Regions from separate parts of the Mus musculus genome. Here region 2 is linked to region 1. The links are chromatin contacts, called in public Hi-C maps. All regions are on one chromosome and are shown on one strand. The core of a region is the stretch at or near the end of the contact, and the rest is flanking DNA. Distances in the headings are between cores, read along the strand shown. Region 1 has its middle 130 kb from the start of Gm29960. Region 2 overlaps 4932412D23Rik (RIKEN cDNA 4932412D23 gene).

Region 1 (4,663 bases), core at 626-3,125:
AGGAGACACACTATAGCTAGGACTAGCATGAGTCAAGATATGTCTGTGCAGCAGGATAATAAAACTAAGCAATAGTAGTATTCACAATATAGTTTAAAGATAAAGTGACAATATTTACTGATGAAATGAATGCCAGTGGCTAGGATGATGTGTGACTGGCACTAGGACAAATAAGCACCCATCAAATTAGAAAACTGGCCAATTAAATTTGCTTACTTTTCCCAGAGGAAACTGAAACTTAGAGAAATAAAATTACTCACTATGGCTGTTAATAAGAAGCCCATTCTGTATTTGTATAGTGGACTTCTTCCACTGGGCTTTTGTTGATCTTTTAATGTATCAAATCCACCTGGCCATAGTCTCTAATTATCCAGTTTAACCCTAGTAGAACCCCGATTATTTGATTGAAGCATATGGTAAGTAGGCTACAGAAATATTATAATTCATATTTTCTGCATGATTGGGGTAGATGAAGGATTACAAGCTAGACCTTAAGTATTGAGATAAAGCGTCCCTGATGGAGATGTTCTCCTAGTAAACAAAACGGGTCCCAAGTGGCCCATGTGCTACACTTTAACATCAGCCATGGCACTATTTGATAATGATGGAACTCTACAGGTGGAGACTGCTGAGTGAGATTTGGGCCTTGAAGTGGATGTTGAGACATTAGCCCCTCTGTTTCTCTGCTTTCTGGCCACCATGAGGTGAGTATCTCTGTTTTTCCACATACTCTTTCCCTAATAGTTGCCTTACCACAGGTCCAAAGCAGTAGGGTTTACATGCATTGAAACCTCTGAAACCTAAGACAAGACATACCATTCTTTAAGCTTTATATCTCAAACAGTTTGTCAACCATGATGGAAAGCCCATATCTGAGAATTCCAAGCTTGTTCTTGATATATACCCAGCCTTAGTAATCTCAGATTTGTGTCACAGGCCCTTACAAGCCAATAGTCTAAAGCTATTGAGCTAAATGTGTTCGTATGGCGTACTACTGCTCTAATTCTCTGGCTGAACCTTGACTAATGCAGTGCTGATGTGAGTACTTCTCCTGTAAGATCCCAAAGAGAAACAAGTGATCAGTCACCTACTAAAGTTAAAACTAAGTTCTATGGTCCATTTCTACTTGTTTTAGACAAGAATAAGATAGTTCAAAATAAATTGTTTCATGCTTATGAAGATAAGATAGCTCACAAGAAATTTAATAAGAAGATGCATGGTGAGATTTTTAAAAAATGATTGACAAGTTGGCAATGTGGAAGAATCACTTCAATAATGAAAAGAATAAAAAGCAATGGCTTTGCAATGCCTTCCCTTTTGCTTCCCATGCTTCTGTATTTATGTTCCAAAGTTTCCATCTTGGTTTCTAATCTTCCTTTAGAATGATTCCTGGGGGCATATCTATGTAGTCAGTATTCACTGAAGTCACTAGGATACTAATCACTGTCAGAAAAATATACTGATACTGTATTGCACACACGTTGAACTGTTTCAAGAGTGTGGCATAACTAGATGTTCTGCAAAACCTTCTGATGGTGCTGATGGATGAGACCCAGCAGTGAGGAAAAGGAAATTGACACCAGAATATGTGTTTTCCTGGTCAGGATGAATCACTGCCATTTCCGGGATAAATAAGTTCCAAAATAATCAGCTTACCCCTCTCTGGCTGTTTAGTGTCCTTGAGAGATGAAACAGCATCTGAGACTCGGTAATTATTTGCACTGTTAGCAGATGCAAAGGTCTGTGAGTCTCTCATCAGGTAGAGTCTAGGGGACTGATATGTGGGACAATGACAAGGGCTGGGAGATGGCCTGGACCCATCTCAGTGTAGGTGGCATTAACAGCTGGTTAGTGAGAGCCAATGCCATTGAGTCATCCTTGGGAAGGATTTATACAATGGATCCATTATGCCAATGCTGTGGTGACCGATGATAGAGGCTGGGTGACATCAAATGGATGAGTCATTTTGTCTACTTAGCTACTTACTGTCTCTTCCTTGATGAACTATCTCCAATGGGCATTATCATGAACTCCTAAGGCATTTAAACTCCATTTGAACGGTAGGGAACTTCCTGTATTTCCTTTTTTTTCTTACCTCCAATGATTCCTTTTTATTTTTCAAAAAGGAGAGACACCTGTGGCCTCCTGATATTGTTCTTGGGAGTATATGGGACTAGAGAGTTATAGAAGTGCTTTCTCTGCTAACAGCTAAATACACAGACAACCTATGTATGAAAGAGTCTTTTTCCTCCTCTTTTGTCAATTGATGAGAAGGTTCTTTATGTGGCCCCAAGAGTGGGCTGAGGGAAAGAAGGTAACACAGTAACTATCATGGAAGTCTGTGGCAACTGCCACCTATATGTGTTTTCTTGTTCTGCTTGTTTGCAAGCCTACTGATAGCCCTTCCATTTCACAATGAGTGGCTATTGGTTTGGCACAACCTTATAACTAAATGTATCAGATGGCTCACATGAACAATTTTTAAATGCATGGTCAATTGATAGTGATATTTTTCTCTGTCAAGTCCCAGTAACATAGCCAGAATAATTTTCCAATAATAGGTTGGACTCCAGCTCTTTCCTGTAGAAGAGATTGTCTTACCTTGAGAATCTTAGGAGTTCGTGCTGTAATTTGCCTACTGGGGTTTTCCAAAACCTTCAGACAGCTTTTCACATCATACATACATAGAATTAGTTCTTCAAGACCATATGTTTCAGACAAACTACAGAACCTTTTCTTATTCAGAGTTTTAATTAAAGTTAGTCATCTTCTCTGTTGGTTGGGGCATGGGTTATGGCCTGTGCCAAGTATGAAATATGCTATTTTCAGAAACCACAGAGGCCTCAAAAGTAGAAAATGTGAAATGCAATATTCTCTTATTTAAAAAAATGAATATCTGAACATGTTGAAAATAACTATCTTTCTTAAAAGTACATGTTATACTCCTGAACAATCATGGCATTTATCTTTCATTCTTTGAAGTACATGTATTTTACTGTGGTCTCCAAAGTGCTTCTCATTTCTTTCTTATCCAGCTTAATTAACCAGTGTCATCACAATGATGTTCTCTAGAAGAAAAAACAATAGAGGTTGAAGGGGTCCTGCAGAGATAGAGCACTGCTTATCTTCCCCAAGGCCCAGGTTTCATTCCCAATACACAAAAAGGAAGAGAAATAATCTTAAAAAGCACTTATATTCTTTGGGACTATATTGTAACAAAGGGCAGAAAAGCAAATGCTACCACATTCATTCCAAAGGAAGACACTGATCCTGATACATCTTCCTGAAAAGGACGAGAAAGATCAATTTCCAGATTAATGAATCCAGAACTGTTCATCAGTGCTAACAGTGTTATGGTAGCACAGCCATTATAAATAGGGCTTTTACTTAATTGGAAGTAGACCATGTCCGTCCACTAAGATCTATCCATGTGCTCTAGAAACTACATTGGTAATAGAAGTGGAGGACTCAAAAGAATGAATTTATGAAATTCCTAGCCAAATGGATGGACCTGGAGGGCATCATCCTGAGTGAGGTAACACATTCACAAAGGAACTCACACAATATGTACTCACTGATAAGTGGATATTAGCCCAAAACCTAGGATACCCAAGATATAAGATACAATTTGCTAAACACATGAAACCCAAGAAGAATGAAGACTGAAGTGTGGACACTATGCCCCTCCTTAGAAGTGGGAACAAAACACCCATGGAAGGAGTTACAGAGACAAAGTTTGGAGCTGAGACGAAAGGATGGACCATCTAGAGACTGCCATATCCAGGGATCCACCCTATAATCAGCTTCCAAACGCTGACACCATTGCATACACTAGCAAGATTTTATCAAAAGGACCCAAATGTAGCTGTCTCTTGTGAGACTATGCTGGGGCCTAGCAAACACAGAAGTGGATGCTCACAGTCAGCTATTGGATGGATCACAGGGCTCCCAATGGAGGAGCTAGAGAAAGTACCCAAGGAGCTAAAGGGATCTGCAACCCTATAGGTGGAACAACATTATGAACTAACCAGTACCCCGGAGCTCTTGACTCTAGTTCCATATGTATCAAAAGATGGCCTAGTCGGCCATCACTGGAAAGAGAGGCCCATTGGACACGAAAACTGTATATGCCCCAGTACAGGGGAACGCCAGGGCCAAAAAAAAAATGGGAATGAGTGGGTAGGGAAGTGGGGGGGAGGGTATGGGGGACTTTTGGGATAGCATTGGAAATGTAATTGAGGAAAATATGTAATAAAAATATTAATTAATAAAAAAAGAAGTGGAGGACTCAGTGAAAAACAAACAAACAAACGTGGATGCATCAGGTTTCTCTACGTATTGAAAGCAGTCTCATTCAGTAGAAAGAACAAGTTGCTGGTTCAAGGGCCAATAACCAAACATAAGAATCCACCAATTAGCCAACAGAATCACTTTGTTTTACACTTGATGACTGGTAAAGGGTTACCCACTGACTCCCAAGCCCAGTGAAGTCACTGTGAAAGGGTTCGGATCTCCAGTTATTGATTGGTTCTCATAGATGCCCTCTGCATGTCCCTAGAAATCATTGTCAATTTAGACTTTTTGAACACTAGTCAAAATGATTGCAAAGCCTCTCTTATCCAAGATATAACTACTAGGTATTGGCTCCTTGGGGAAGAACCAA
Region 2 (4,384 bases), core at 1,059-3,558, 260 kb after region 1:
CTCACCAGAAGGGACTAGCGCCAATACTGGGGTTTGGCCTTACTCAGTAAAGCTTCCAGGCAGGAGTGATGCATTGCGGAGAAGAGAGAGATAACAAGAAACCAGAGATTCCTTCTGGCATTCCTGGCCTCTAGCCAGCATAAGAGGACAAATCTAGCTTCTGGCTGAGGACAAGAATGGAGATACTGCCTTCAGGGTCCCACTCCCTAAAATTCCCTATCTCCCATTCTTATCACTCTTGCAATGATCTACTGGTCTAAGTTTATTATGTTTCCTGAGAACCTAGGAAAACACATTGTAAATAACTAGGAAGAAAACTAATTCCACATATATCTTATAATATGCATAGGCCAAAGTTTTCCTCATTGTGAAATAAGGCAGTTAGATTAAATGACCTCCAAGACCTTGTCCAGGGAGGGTTGCCCAGCTGTACCAGCTCGCCTGATATTGTCCTCATTTTACAACCACAGTGTTTACATCCTGGAGAGATTTTTCAGACCTTACCATCCCAAGATAGGATGGTTTATATTAAATTTCAAATTCTGGGACAAATGGCTGAAGTGCCTATTTAACATATCAAAGCAAATGTGGCATCCATGTTCTCCCAGCGTTCTTCAGCCCCTACCTGCTACAAGTTCTTCCTCGTTTGCATCTCTGCCCCCTACCCTGAACTCTCTAGCCCAGGGGGCTGGATTGCTCCCCCCTATATGATCCAGCCATTTTGGTTACCCACACTTTTTGTATCTTTGCCCTATAGGTTGCTGCAACTGGTTCCCTCTCTCTCCTCTCCCTTCTCCTCCCTCCCATACTCCGATGGCTCAGGGTCATGTCCACTCGGGATTCTCCCAGATGTCTCTGAGTCTGGCTAAGCTCCCCCTTTCATCTACAATGACATCCCTCCTCCCCCATATCGAGGAGCAGTTCTGTCTTTTCCTTTTTATTTCTTTTTTTTTTTTTTTTTTCTAAAAAGGAAAGTCTAAAGCATCACTTGATGAACACATTTGAAATCACTGTTTGGTTTAAGTAGAAGTGGTTTCCAAACCCTGATGCTTAATTTCAAAAGAAATGAAAATATTTTTTGTCTTATTTCTCAAATGAGCTTGAAATTTTATATATTGTAGCGTTTACGTGACTAGTGCTGAAAGAGTTAAAAGTCGGAGGTTTTTTTTTTATCGCCCTCTGTGAAGTCCCTGGATAGGATCTACTTCTGACCTCAGCTGTGGCATGTGACAAGTGCTTTGTAGCTTCACATCACAGCTGCATGAGGTCACTGGCAATCCTTTCAGGAGCTGATCCCGCAGCCTCATTTCCTTGACAGAGTAAAGCATTTTACTAGATCTAAGATTAGGCGTATTTGTAACTGGTACGCAAATTATCAGTTATTATTTGGTATTCACGTTACTGCCATGGTTTCTGTGATTCATCCAATGCAGTCTGTGTAAAAAGCAATGACCTCATTCTTTGCTGGATCTAAAATCAGTCATGGTCACTAAAGCCCCTTGTTCTACACAAAAGAAAGAAATCAGATGACCTTTGCTCTGACCCTTGACTTGATATTTACAAAAGCTAATTATGGGGAGGGCCAACTCTCTTTTATCATTCAAGGACATTTGGCTAAGGTCTACTCCTTAAATAAAAAACAAAATGTCATTCAGAGGGCTATTTAAGGCTGTATACAGTATAAGGAAATCTACTCTGATGTTAATTTGGCGTTTTTGGCCATCAACATTGATTTTCTCAAAGTCAATCACGTAAAACATGGGAGGGGTTATATGTCTCTCATTAAAATCAAAGTGGCTCACTAACAAAAGGGAGTTGGTTATCTGGAGGTCTGGCAGTTGGAGGTCAGAGAGACACGTGGTCTGATAGCTTCAGCTAAACCTCTCTCAGTTTTCACTACCACGCCCCTGCCCCTGCTTCTGCTGGAAAAGAACTACCAGGCACTATGCATTGCTTTAACTCTAAGGGCTCTAAGGGTTACTTGGTTGATAAGGAGACCACCCCTAAAACAGAAGGCAGCCACTAATCCCCAGTGGGATTATTTAGTTACCTTTATTATAATAACAATGCTTACAAATACAGGTTTAAGGTAAACAAACATTCAGAAGAAAGAAAAAGAAAGAAAGCATCAGATAGTTAGAACAATGGGAGACACACAGTCCTTTTTTTCCCGGGGCTTCCCCTTGGCTGGCCTTTTCTTTGGGGAAAAGTAGAAGTCTGAATTCTTTTGTTCATTTCAGCCACCGCCCTTTTGCAATCTGAGTCTGAGCAAGGCTGCCACGCCCAGGAAAGGGACAAAGGCAGAGAAAGGGGATCTCTGGGCACTGACACAGCTCCACTTACTTAAACAGGACTCATTTGTTGGTCTCAGTAACATAGCTGTACACATCAGTTACCATCTCTATAAACAAACAATTAAAACAGGGGCATAAAATATATGCATGCTCTGAAATTCTATCTGATTAAAGTATTCTTTTCCTAGAAAGACAGGCAGCCAGAGTTCTACTCGTTTCAGAAAAAGGATGAATGCTGCCCCCTCTTGACTAAGTGCTGGATACGCTGAACAGCCATAAACTCTAATGGCTAGCCAGTGGGAATAAAGATCCTACTTTTGTACAGAGAATTTTAATGAAATCTTAGAAGCTGGAAGGTTAGAGGAAGCTCAAAGTTTATCTCAATGGGACTTTTATAGGTTTCTGGGAGATGGGTCATGCTTTATCGATGCGCCTGCATCTTCTCAGCTGTTTCTGTTTTGTAGATTCTTAATTTTGCCTGGAATAATCATTTGAGTTTAGTGCTCTGTTTCCCCGATAAGACTGATAGACTCCTTGAGAATATGAGCCACTGCCACCCCTCCTCCTCCTCCTCCTCCTCCTCCTCCTCCTCCTTTACTTGCCTTCATAACTATCAGAATACCTTCAAAGATTCATGCATAGTGGGTATTCAACAATACATAAGCAATCTCTAGCTGGCGTCACTATAGTTTATGGCTATGAACAATTGGTTCTCTCTGAACTCATAAATTCAGCTTGGGTTTCAAGTCAAGAAATTTTGTTTTGTTTTGTTTTATGTTTTGTTTTGTTTTTGTTTTTTGTTTTGGTTCTCGAGACAGGGTTTCTCTGTGTAGCCTTGGCTGTCCTGGAACTCACTTTGTAGACCAGGCTGGGATTAATGAGATGAGATTAACTCAGAAATCTGCCTGCCGCTGCCTCCCAAGTGCTGGGATTAAAGGCGTGAGCCAATGTCAAGAAATTCAAATAAGTGCTGTCATTCCTTAATCTTAGAATCATTTAAACTTGGAAGCATACTCGGTTTGCTTATAGGCACCAAGCACTAAAATACATGTTATAGACAAAAAAATACTTTTAAAAATAAAAATTAGGCCAGGCGTGGTGGCGCACGCCTTTAATCCCAGCACTCAGGAGGCAGAGGCAGGCGGATTTCTGAGTTCGAGGCCAGCCTGGTCTACAAAGTGAGCTCCAGGACAGCCAGGGCTATACAGAGAAACCCTGTCTTGAAAAACCAAAATAAATAAATAAAATAAATAAATAAATAAATAAATAAATAAAAATTAAAAAGTACAGGAAAAAAAAACCCTAGTCATGTTACACACAGGTGTAATGTTGAATGTAAGAAAACTGACTTAAGACAAAAAACAAACCACACACACACACACACACACACACACACACACACACACACACACCTGCATGCTGCATGCTCCCTTGCTCTAGAGCCTCCAAACAGTGAAGTAACACACACACAGTGCTAGGAGCCTCTTTGGAAGAGCACTGGCTAGAAGGGAGCACACAAATTGCTTCTAGAATGTTACTAACATTTTTGATATTATTACTATTGAATCAGAGGCACAGCCGCATCCACTATGAGGCATCTCATTAAGCTCTATGCTTATGATATGTGCACTTGTGTACATTATGCTTCATTAAAAACACTTACATGATATTTTTCTCAGACCCCAAGAAACAGATTTGCATATTAGCTAAGACACATTCTCTCCATTGTAGGTACCTCTGCTTTAATTAATGAAGCTAATCAAACTCTCTTAGCTATCGATCAGACAGCAAGACATCTTCAATATGTGGAAATTTTCTAGCAGGATATCTGTACATCGGTTTCCAGTTTCTATGGCAACTACCAGGCAACTACTCTCCTTGAAAAAGAACATGTTCTTCTTCCTGCCCCTCTCAGGCCGCTGATATATTAACACTCAAACAATAAAGTTATTTCATGCATGCAAGCCTGCTTTGTGGAGTAAGGTGGGTACTTTCACAGTAAAATTCCAATTTTTAGATCTTCATCTGCAAAAATGGCCACATGTCCACGAATTTGAGACAGCCCAACAGGAGGTATATGGGAGAGTTTG

The links. A called contact is a pair of places that touch in the nucleus more often than the background predicts.
Region 2: a contact with region 1 is called in a Hi-C map of the N1E-115 cell line, with 5 times the contacts expected there. The contact joins two enhancer-like sites. A contact is called at or near these places in 1 of 15 datasets of contacts at CTCF or cohesin (the NIH/3T3 cell line), 1 of 484 Hi-C or Micro-C datasets (the N1E-115 cell line), 8 of 115 datasets of contacts at active chromatin or transcription factors (the NIH/3T3 cell line, cardiomyocytes, a colorectal cancer cell line and 4 more) and 2 of 9 other capture datasets (embryonic stem cells and embryonic tail).

The regions. Positions count from the first base shown.
Region 1 is chr16:42,522,041-42,526,703 of GRCm38.p6, forward strand. No RefSeq gene overlaps it. Among named protein-coding and RNA genes, the nearest start is that of Gm29960, 130 kb to the right of the region's middle. Within about 2 kb of position 1,876, at least 10 of the 459 cell types and tissues checked have an H3K27ac peak or open chromatin away from gene starts, as enhancers often do. A contact at or near this core is called in the N1E-115 cell line, where this site is marked.
Region 2 is chr16:42,780,078-42,784,461 of GRCm38.p6, forward strand. The region is part of intron 1 of 4932412D23Rik (RIKEN cDNA 4932412D23 gene); the gene reads right to left. Among named protein-coding and RNA genes, the nearest start is that of 4932412D23Rik, 93 kb to the right of the region's middle. Within about 2 kb of position 2,309, at least 134 of the 459 cell types and tissues checked have an H3K27ac peak or open chromatin away from gene starts, as enhancers often do. A contact at or near this core is called in the N1E-115 cell line, where this site is marked.